2 separate regions of the Zea mays genome follow, and region 2 is linked to region 1. Evidence: chromatin contacts called from public Hi-C data. All regions are on one chromosome and are shown on one strand. Each heading gives the region's core, a stretch centred on a gene start, on an enhancer-like site or on the middle of the called end of the contact. The rest is flanking DNA. Distances are from core to core; before and after follow the strand shown.

The links. A called contact is a pair of places that touch in the nucleus more often than the background predicts.
Region 2: a Hi-C map of leaf shows a contact between it and region 1, with 4 times the contacts expected there. The contact joins the enhancer-like site here to the promoter of LOC100275868 in region 1. A contact is called at or near these places in 7 of 25 Hi-C or Micro-C datasets (bundle sheath, ear, leaf and 3 more).

What each region holds. Positions count from the first base shown.
Region 1 is chr8:112,065,759-112,069,647 of Zm-B73-REFERENCE-NAM-5.0, reverse strand. LOC100275868 reads left to right here and starts at 1,717. Exons shown (of 1, transcript XM_020542615.2): 1 at 1,717-3,753. The coding sequence starts at 1,794. The coding sequence ends at 2,987.
Region 2 is chr8:112,262,045-112,266,430 of Zm-B73-REFERENCE-NAM-5.0, reverse strand. No RefSeq gene overlaps it. Among protein-coding and RNA genes, the nearest start is that of LOC100382412, 96 kb to the left of the region's middle. Within about 2 kb of position 2,875, at least 10 of the 20 cell types and tissues checked have an H3K27ac peak or open chromatin away from gene starts, as enhancers often do. A contact at or near this core is called in bundle sheath, ear, leaf and 1 more, where this site is marked.

The DNA of each region.
Region 1 (3,889 bases), core at 468-2,967:
AACTTGGACCTCCAGACCATCTTTGAAGGTAACGATAGCGAGGAGCTAGGACTAGAAATATGACCAAACTTTTTGCCCAAGATTGAATTACTTGGAAAGCCTAGATTCTATCCATTCCATGGAATTTGAAAACCCAAAGTCCACGCCCTGAGTTGTCGCTGATGACCACGTGTTCTTCACTGAGTCCGCAATTGATCAACACGGTTAAGATCTTCTGTTAACCTAGCAAACACTAAAGATTTCAAGATTACCGTAGTCGAGTGTTGCTTTGGAAGAGTTAAACTTAAAAACACTGATAGCCGAAAACTTTGGTTATTAGGGCATGTGCAATGGGTATCTTAAGTTGTATCTTAGAGTGTGTCTAGAGTGGGTGAATGTAAAAAAACTTAAGACATGTATCTTGACGAAGACACAGTATCTTGGCTCTATGTTTGAGACAAGAGACTAGCTAATTGGTCACTTTAATTTATTGAATGCTCTGATTGGTACAATGAATATTGTAAGACACATGTTTTAGACATGACCACTGTATTATGTTGTGTTTTAGTTATGTCTTATACTTGGAGTACCGTGCAGCAGTATCTAGGTTGTATATGCCCTTAGAATGTCGTCTTCGAGAATGATTCATAAGAGTAATGGCATTTTCCCCAGTTAGAAATGAATTATGAACTGCATCGGCATTAGAGAGACGCTGATTTATATGCTTAGAGACCAGATTTCAAGAAGAGGCTTCTTCAGAATTGAAGGCCTTCAGTTCTCTAATCCAATTTGGTTCACTAGAGTTCCGGAAGTGAAAATTAGTCTTCAAAGCATCACAATCATATGAATAAAGATTATAGAGGGCACAATCCACATCCTTCGAAAAACAGAGAATCAAAAACACTCTCTCGGAGAGGCGAGAAATCCGAAAATCAGAGTTTTCAACATAATCAATACTTCACTTTATCATTTTTCATGTGGAGACTTGAGGTTATATTTTTATATAATGTTTATTAGTCTTTGTAATTTATTTGCATTTCGATGATTTTATGCAAAAATAAATTAATAATACACACAGCCTAAAAATTTATGAAATTTTACGGAGACGTGGCATATGTACACATATAATGCTAAAAAATATTTAGACTAAAGGGGTAGATAAATGACGTGGAATGATGTCTTACGGTATCCGACAAAAAAATTCGTTACCAACGATATCCGTCTCCAACTAGTTTCGTATTTGACACGCCGCAGCTATCCATATTTGTATTTGAGAACATTCGTATTCGTATACAAAGGGATGTATTCAAATTTGAAACCGAATAAAAATATGAAAAAATATAGTTTTAATGATATATGTTATTCGATCCGATTAATCCCTATGTACACCTACACTACATAAGGCCACAACGTGTCGTGTACCTGTTGCGCCCACGGACCACCTCGTCGATTGCATGCCCCACGCCGCACAGCCCCTCTCTACGCTCCATGTGTCATGGCGCCCCGTCGCCACCACGAACCGGCACGTGGGCCCACGTACAGGGGCCTCACGTGTCAGGGACGCTCTCCGCTGTAGCAGTACTGCCTACCCTAAGATAAGGCCAACAAAGCGAGACGGCGTCAGTTTGCCGCTCCCTCAAGACACCTCGCTCCCGTCAGTTAACCGTGGTTAAGTTGACTAAGGTTAGAGGATAACACTAGTTAGATGGCCTGTTTATAAACCTGCCTCCCTTCATCCCCTCTTCTCACAGGCCAACAAAGGAGCAAAGCTACCGTCGCCGAAGCCGAGCGACGTTCCAAGAAACGAAACAGCCATGATGATGATGGGAGAGGGAGCGCACGCGCCGCCTTGGCAGCAGTCACCGGCGGCCAGCGGCATCATGGACGCGGACGAGGTGTCGCCGTACGCCCTCCTGGCGGAGCTGAAGCATTACCTGCCGTCAAACGAGGTGATGGCGTACGACGAGGACGACGAGGAGGCCCTGGCGGCGGCGGCCGCCGTCGACGCGTACGCCTGCGACGAGTTCCGGATGTACGAGTTCAAGGTGCGGCGGTGCTCGCGCGGGCGGAGCCACGACTGGACGGACTGCCCCTACGCGCACCCGGGGGAGAAGGCCCGGCGGCGCGACCCCAGGCGGTACCACTACTCCGGCGCGGCGTGCCCGGACTTCCGCAAGGGCGGGTGCAAGCGCGGCGACGCGTGCGAGCTGGCGCACGGGGTGTTCGAGTGCTGGCTCCACCCGTCGCGCTACCGGACGCAGCCCTGCAAGGACGGCACCGGGTGCCGCCGCCGCGTCTGCTTCTTCGCGCACACGCCCGACCAGCTCCGCGTGCCGCAGGCGCAGCAGTCCAGCCCGAGGGGCGCGTCCGCGGCGTCGCCGCTGGCCGAGCCGTCGTACGACGGCTCGCCGCTCCGCCGCCAGGCGTTCGAGAGCTACGGCTACCTCACCAAGAGCGGCGTCATGTCGTCGTCCCCGACCAGCACGCTGGTCTCGCCCCCGAGGTCGCCGCCGTCGGAGTCCCCGCCAATGTCGCCGGACGCCGCCGCCGCGGCGCTCCGCCGCGGCTCGTGGCCGGGTGTCGGCGGCTCGCCCGTCAACGAGGTCCTCGCCTCGCTGCGCCAGCTCCGCCTCGGCGGTGGCGGCAGCGGCGGCTCGCCGAGGTCGGCGCCTTCCGGCGGGTCGTTCTTGGCAGGCGGCTACCCGTTCGGGTCCCCGAAGTCACCGGCCGGTCTGTACAGTCTCCCGTCCACACCACCAACCCGGCCGTGCCCGGTGATGGTGACCACCGCCTCCGGCGCCACCATCATGACCGTGGAACGCCTCAACCTCGGGCTCCTCGTGGATGAGGAGCCGGTCATGGAGCGGGTTGAGTCCGGGAGAGCCCTCCGCGAGAAGGTGTTCGAACGGCTCAGCAAAGAAACCGCCGTGCCCAACGACACCGCCGCCTCCGCCAACGTAGAGGGAGCGGCTCCGGACGTCGGCTGGGTCTCCGACCTCATCAACTGAGGGAAACTCCTGAAACTACCAGCATCAGCCGTGCCTCCTCTGAACGGTGCTTATCCATGGTAAGTGCGTGAGGGAAGCTTATTAGAGGCGTCACTGCACAGCAGCAGGAGAGGAAAGTAGTTCGTGGGAAAAACAAAAAAAAAAAAATATTTTTCTAGATTTGTACTAAGATGATCCTTGTACATATTTTCCTCCATGTGTGAATATTCCCGGATGGCTGTTGGAGGGAGGGGAGGCAGGGAAAGGTTGATTTGTTGTGGGGTTTCAGATGATGGCATGCCAGTGGGGAGGTAGAAGGGATGGCCAGTAAAACACAAAAGGATCAAAGGAGACATGGTATGCGACCAGACCATGCATGAGGTGTCTAGATGTACATAGCGTCTGTGTAGTGTACCTGTGTGTTGTGTGTGTGTGGAGGTAGAGCGTGGAGAGGCGACCATGTCGGCGATCCAAGACTGGAAGTAAAGATGACTGGATTTTTTTCTATGGCCGCACTGCACCGGCGGCGGCTCCCGGTGACGTTTCCGGCAAGAAGGCCTGGAGCGGTTCCAGAACAACATCATCGTCTCGACTCTCGAGTACTTGTCATTCCACCGTTCATTCTGTTATTTATTATCTGGTATTACTGCTCTGTAATTTTCTCAATGTATTTCCTTATTGATCTCGTCTGCTCTAGCTAGGGGCCGGGAGCATCTATGTACCTTGCACTACTATGTGCTACTGTTTCTGCTGATAAGGAAATAATTAAGACCGGCCTTGTTAATTACCTTGAGAGTCGTGTGTGTGTTAATGTGGTCGATCTGTGGATGAATGAATCTGGACAAACAAACCAGGCCGGGCAGGGCACATCGATCGATCTCCAGGTAAAACCAACTGTGCTACCCTCGCCGTGCTTGATCGGC
Region 2 (4,386 bases), core at 1,626-4,125, 200 kb before region 1:
ACTTAAACAGTCACATCATTGATCCAAGTATATATATATGGTACAAAATCTAACCCAAATCAAAGATAACATGGCCAATGAATAGCACTACTACTATAGTACTGTATTAAACAAAAAAAAGACGAGGTGTACATTACAGATCATGCATAGACCATTGCCGGTCATGGAACCGCTGAGTCCCCCTTTCGCTGAACACACAGCACGGGTTGCATTGCAGCCACAGGATAAGGCTCTCACGGTCTCACACCAACCAGACCAACGCCTGGCTGCATCGGTGTGCCCACCTCATCTATCCATTCAAGGACCACGACGGGACATGGAGAACGACCGACGACGTGTCCCTCCGGCCAGCCCGCTTCACGTGCCGCTCCGGCGACCTGGCGCCACGCCGGGACCCCGGCCGTCCGCCCCCCTCGCGCCCATGCGGTCGTCGAGCGAGCCCGTGCAGCCCGCTGCCGCGCCACGCCACGCCACGCCACGCGTATGCACCTCGCGTGCGTGCATGTGCCCTAGAAACCGGCTATTTTGTCGCCTCGATCGATCGCATTATTAGTCTGCTGCGTGCCGGCGCTGCCTGCATGCTGGTTGCCGCTCCTAAAACTGACCAGGCACGCGTCCCCCTTCAATTATGGCAGTTTGATATGGTAGATCTAAGAGCCTGCGCACATATATCCGCGCCCACACATAACAGGCCCATGGACGATTTTCGGGGGGTCAGCGGTATTTTTCGGTTTCCCTCTAGGCACCGAAAATAAAGGAAAATTTTCAGCGGTAAGTGTAGCTTCCAAAAATAAAATTAAGGTCTTTAGACGGTTAAAAATAACGTTATTTTTTGCGGTCCCTTCCCAATGCCACCGAAAACAATTGTTTTACCTACTTCGTGCCGCACCTCTTTCCCGCTCGACCACGCGCGCGCTGTGTTTAGGCTTGGAGCTATCGCCGCCACCCATCTCTAACGCCCCAATCCCTGCGCTGCGGCAGCCTAGCTCCTCCGCGACCTTAGCGCAGAGCTCCATCCATGATTGGCGTCGTGCACCTCCTCGACAGCGATCCGAGAGGTGAAATTAAGTTTTGTGATTTTTATTATTTATTTTCGGCGGCCGTTTTTCATTAACCACCGCAATCAGTGATTAAGAGGAAGTTCAATAGGGACACATAAACAAATTAAATATAGGGATTAAATAATAAAGGACAGCTCCAACAGGAGCCTCACTTCAATAAGTTTTATCTAAACCTTTTAGGGCCCAACCTCAAGAGTTGCATATTTGAGACCCAAAAACTTTGGGTCGTATAATATAATGTTCGTGCCATCGGGAAATTTCACCGTCTATTTCATCGCGGCCATCTCCACGATCTGCCGCACCCGCCCAACCTCTCACGATCTGCCGCACAAGCCAATGGAAGTGCCTTCTTCAACGCCTTGTATGCTCGTGGTCCATCGGCAGCGCCCGCGCTGTTTCCATCACGTCGTTGCCACGTTCGTGTCTAGGCGTCGTGGAAAAACGTCACCGCTCTTCATCGTCCCCACCTCTGGTTCGTCTCCTAGCTCTCCTCCACTGGATCTGCTTCGTTCTTGATGGAACGAAGGCCATTGTCCCCCAAGTTCACGTCCAATAGCAAGCCGTCGGTTTTATTTGCCATCGCGCTAGATGCAATGGGAGGTGTGACAACAGCCGCACGTTCGACATCACATGATGTTGCAGCGCCGTATCTTCGTCGTGCATCGACCGTCGCAAGTGAACAACGCTCTACATCTCAGCCTTCTTCGCAAGCGTCGTCGCCTATCATGGAATCTTACATGTATATTATCTTCTCAATTCATTGTTGAATGAATGGACCAAAGTTGCAGAACAGTTTTGGTCGATGTACTTAATTCATGTGTTCTTGTTTATGAATTCATATGTTCTCAATTTATTTTTGATTGACAGGAAGGTTACAGATCTGTTTTAGTGAGTGTGCTGAATTCATGGGTTCCTGTTTCTAAACTCAAGTGTGAAGGATTCATGTGTTATTGTTTATGAATTCATATGTTCTGAATTATTGAGTTTGGCTGTACAGCTAATACTAGAAATGACTATAATATTGATCTTGTCATTCCGGAGCTTTTGTAAACACTAGAGGGTAAAACCTTTTGGAAACCATGTGCAACACACAAGAATTTTATGATGATTTTACATGCATGTTTTTTTCTTTTCATGTTTTCCTGTTTCTAAACTGGATGTGTGTGATAAACTGATTTTTCAAATCCACCCGCATCATGTTCAATTGTCCAGTTCTTTTTACTTGATCTATTTTTTATGCAGCACAATGTCACCTGGTTACTTAACTAACCTACTAAACCGAACCGTGGCACTAAAGATGTTTTAGTGTTTCATAAAAATTATGAAACTCAAAATGAGGTTATGGAGTTATCGCCAATGAAGGACTTGAATTCACAGCCAAAACCCAAGGGTCGTTCAAAAAAAATTCAATGAAGTTGAAGACATTTTGTTGATTTCATCTTATATTAATGTGAGTAAAGACGCTGTCCTCGAGAATTCATCGTGATTCCTGTGTGTACTGTAGTGACATGTCCTGGAGAATTCATCGTGATTCCTGAGCGAACTACGCTCGCTGTCAAACCGGAATCGGAGCGGCTGGACGAGTATCTGCGCGAGGCGATCGATCTGTCTAAGAATTGACAGAACGTAGACAGTAAGCTAACACACACACACGTTCTTGCACAGCGCGAGAGAATCTCTCCGAGCTAACGAGCGCCACACACTAGTCAATCAATTCCAACAACAGCAACGTTCGCTAGCTACTGTAGTGTCGATCTGTCTACGCCAGTATGCTGCCCCCAGCTAGCCAGCCGCGTGTGCGGTGCACACAGGCAGAGGACTACATCACCGCTTTAGTTTAATTAATTTGATTTGATTTGATGTGGTCCATCTAATGCATATGCAAACATACGTGTCCAGGAACATGGGTTAACAGCAACCGTGACGCCTGACAGACAGAGAAATGGACGCTGAGGTGAGGACGAGGTCACGTCGCCGGGCCAAATAAAGTGGGTATATAAAGCCACCGCGTTGATTAAGGCTTTTGGTTCTGTGGTTACGGCCGGTAGATGATTTCTTCAGGCCCTCCTTGAGCCACGTAAGTTGTAGAGAGTACACTGCATAATTAATAGCCAAACCTTGTACGCTAATCAAGAAATCCACTAGCGATCTTCTTCTACCCACAACATCTCGAAGTAAGGGCATGTAAGTTTGGTTTTCCAAATATAAGAGACGACTAAAAGATTGTATAGTACAATCTTTAGACACTAGATTATCAATACAGTTAAAAGACAATATGTATGTAAAATTGTGAAGAGACAAACGTTTTACGAAGAACCCGTTTATTGTATTTTTTTCAATTAGCTTTTTATAGACGTATGAAGGAACTACATTAAATAAGGTTAAGGTTGTACATGTCCTAGAGTATCGTTCTTTACCTAAAGTGATCGTACGTCAACACTGGCCGGCGCCTCTTTGTTTGAAGCAACACTAGACGATGGGTCCTAATGGGTGTGCTACTAACACTTCCTAGCCGAAGCTGTGTGCAGGTCCAGGTCCTAGAGTCGAGGCTACCTCCTGGGGGCCGGGACACCAACTCTTTCTTAGGTATGCTGGTATCTAGCCTCGACACAACGAGCCTACATCCCAGGGGGCCAAGTACCAGGAGCAGAGTTGATAGAACCGCACACAGCAAGAGCAAGCACACCTGTTTATCAGATGAAAAATATACTACAACACCCATCTTTATCTTAGCAAGCTCATAAATGCTATGACATAATCCTCTAAAAAACTATGCAGTACGCGAAGAGAGGAACAAGCCTTAGTCACAAGTAGTAGAGTAAAATACATATAATTGTGGAAGAGTCCCCTATAGCTGAGTTGGTTGAAGCCACCAATGCAAGCCTTTGCTGCCGCATGACATCTTTTTGAAGTGTAGATATTTGATTTTGTTAATAATAATTTGGATAGCACAATGAATATGGTCTACATTATAAATTTTGGTCAAGGCGAACTTTTTATCTAATTGCACAAACATTTGTTCGATTTGTGTTTCTTCCCAAAAAAAACCAAATTTACTGGCATCATAATTGTTGCAAACAAGTATGATCGGCACTAAAAAGTCGGGCTGGTATACAATGGCGTCGTATTGATGATCTTGTCTATATTATCTGTTAATAAAGCTGCTTTTAATAGAATTTCGATCCGCAATGAGAAATACTTGGACATGTAAGCCGAAACAGTCTTACCCCATATTATTGTAGTAACAGCAAAAATAGAGTGTAGAGTGTTGAGTCTTATTAGATCACCACACTATACTGGGATCCTGAACAGTATGCTCAGAGCA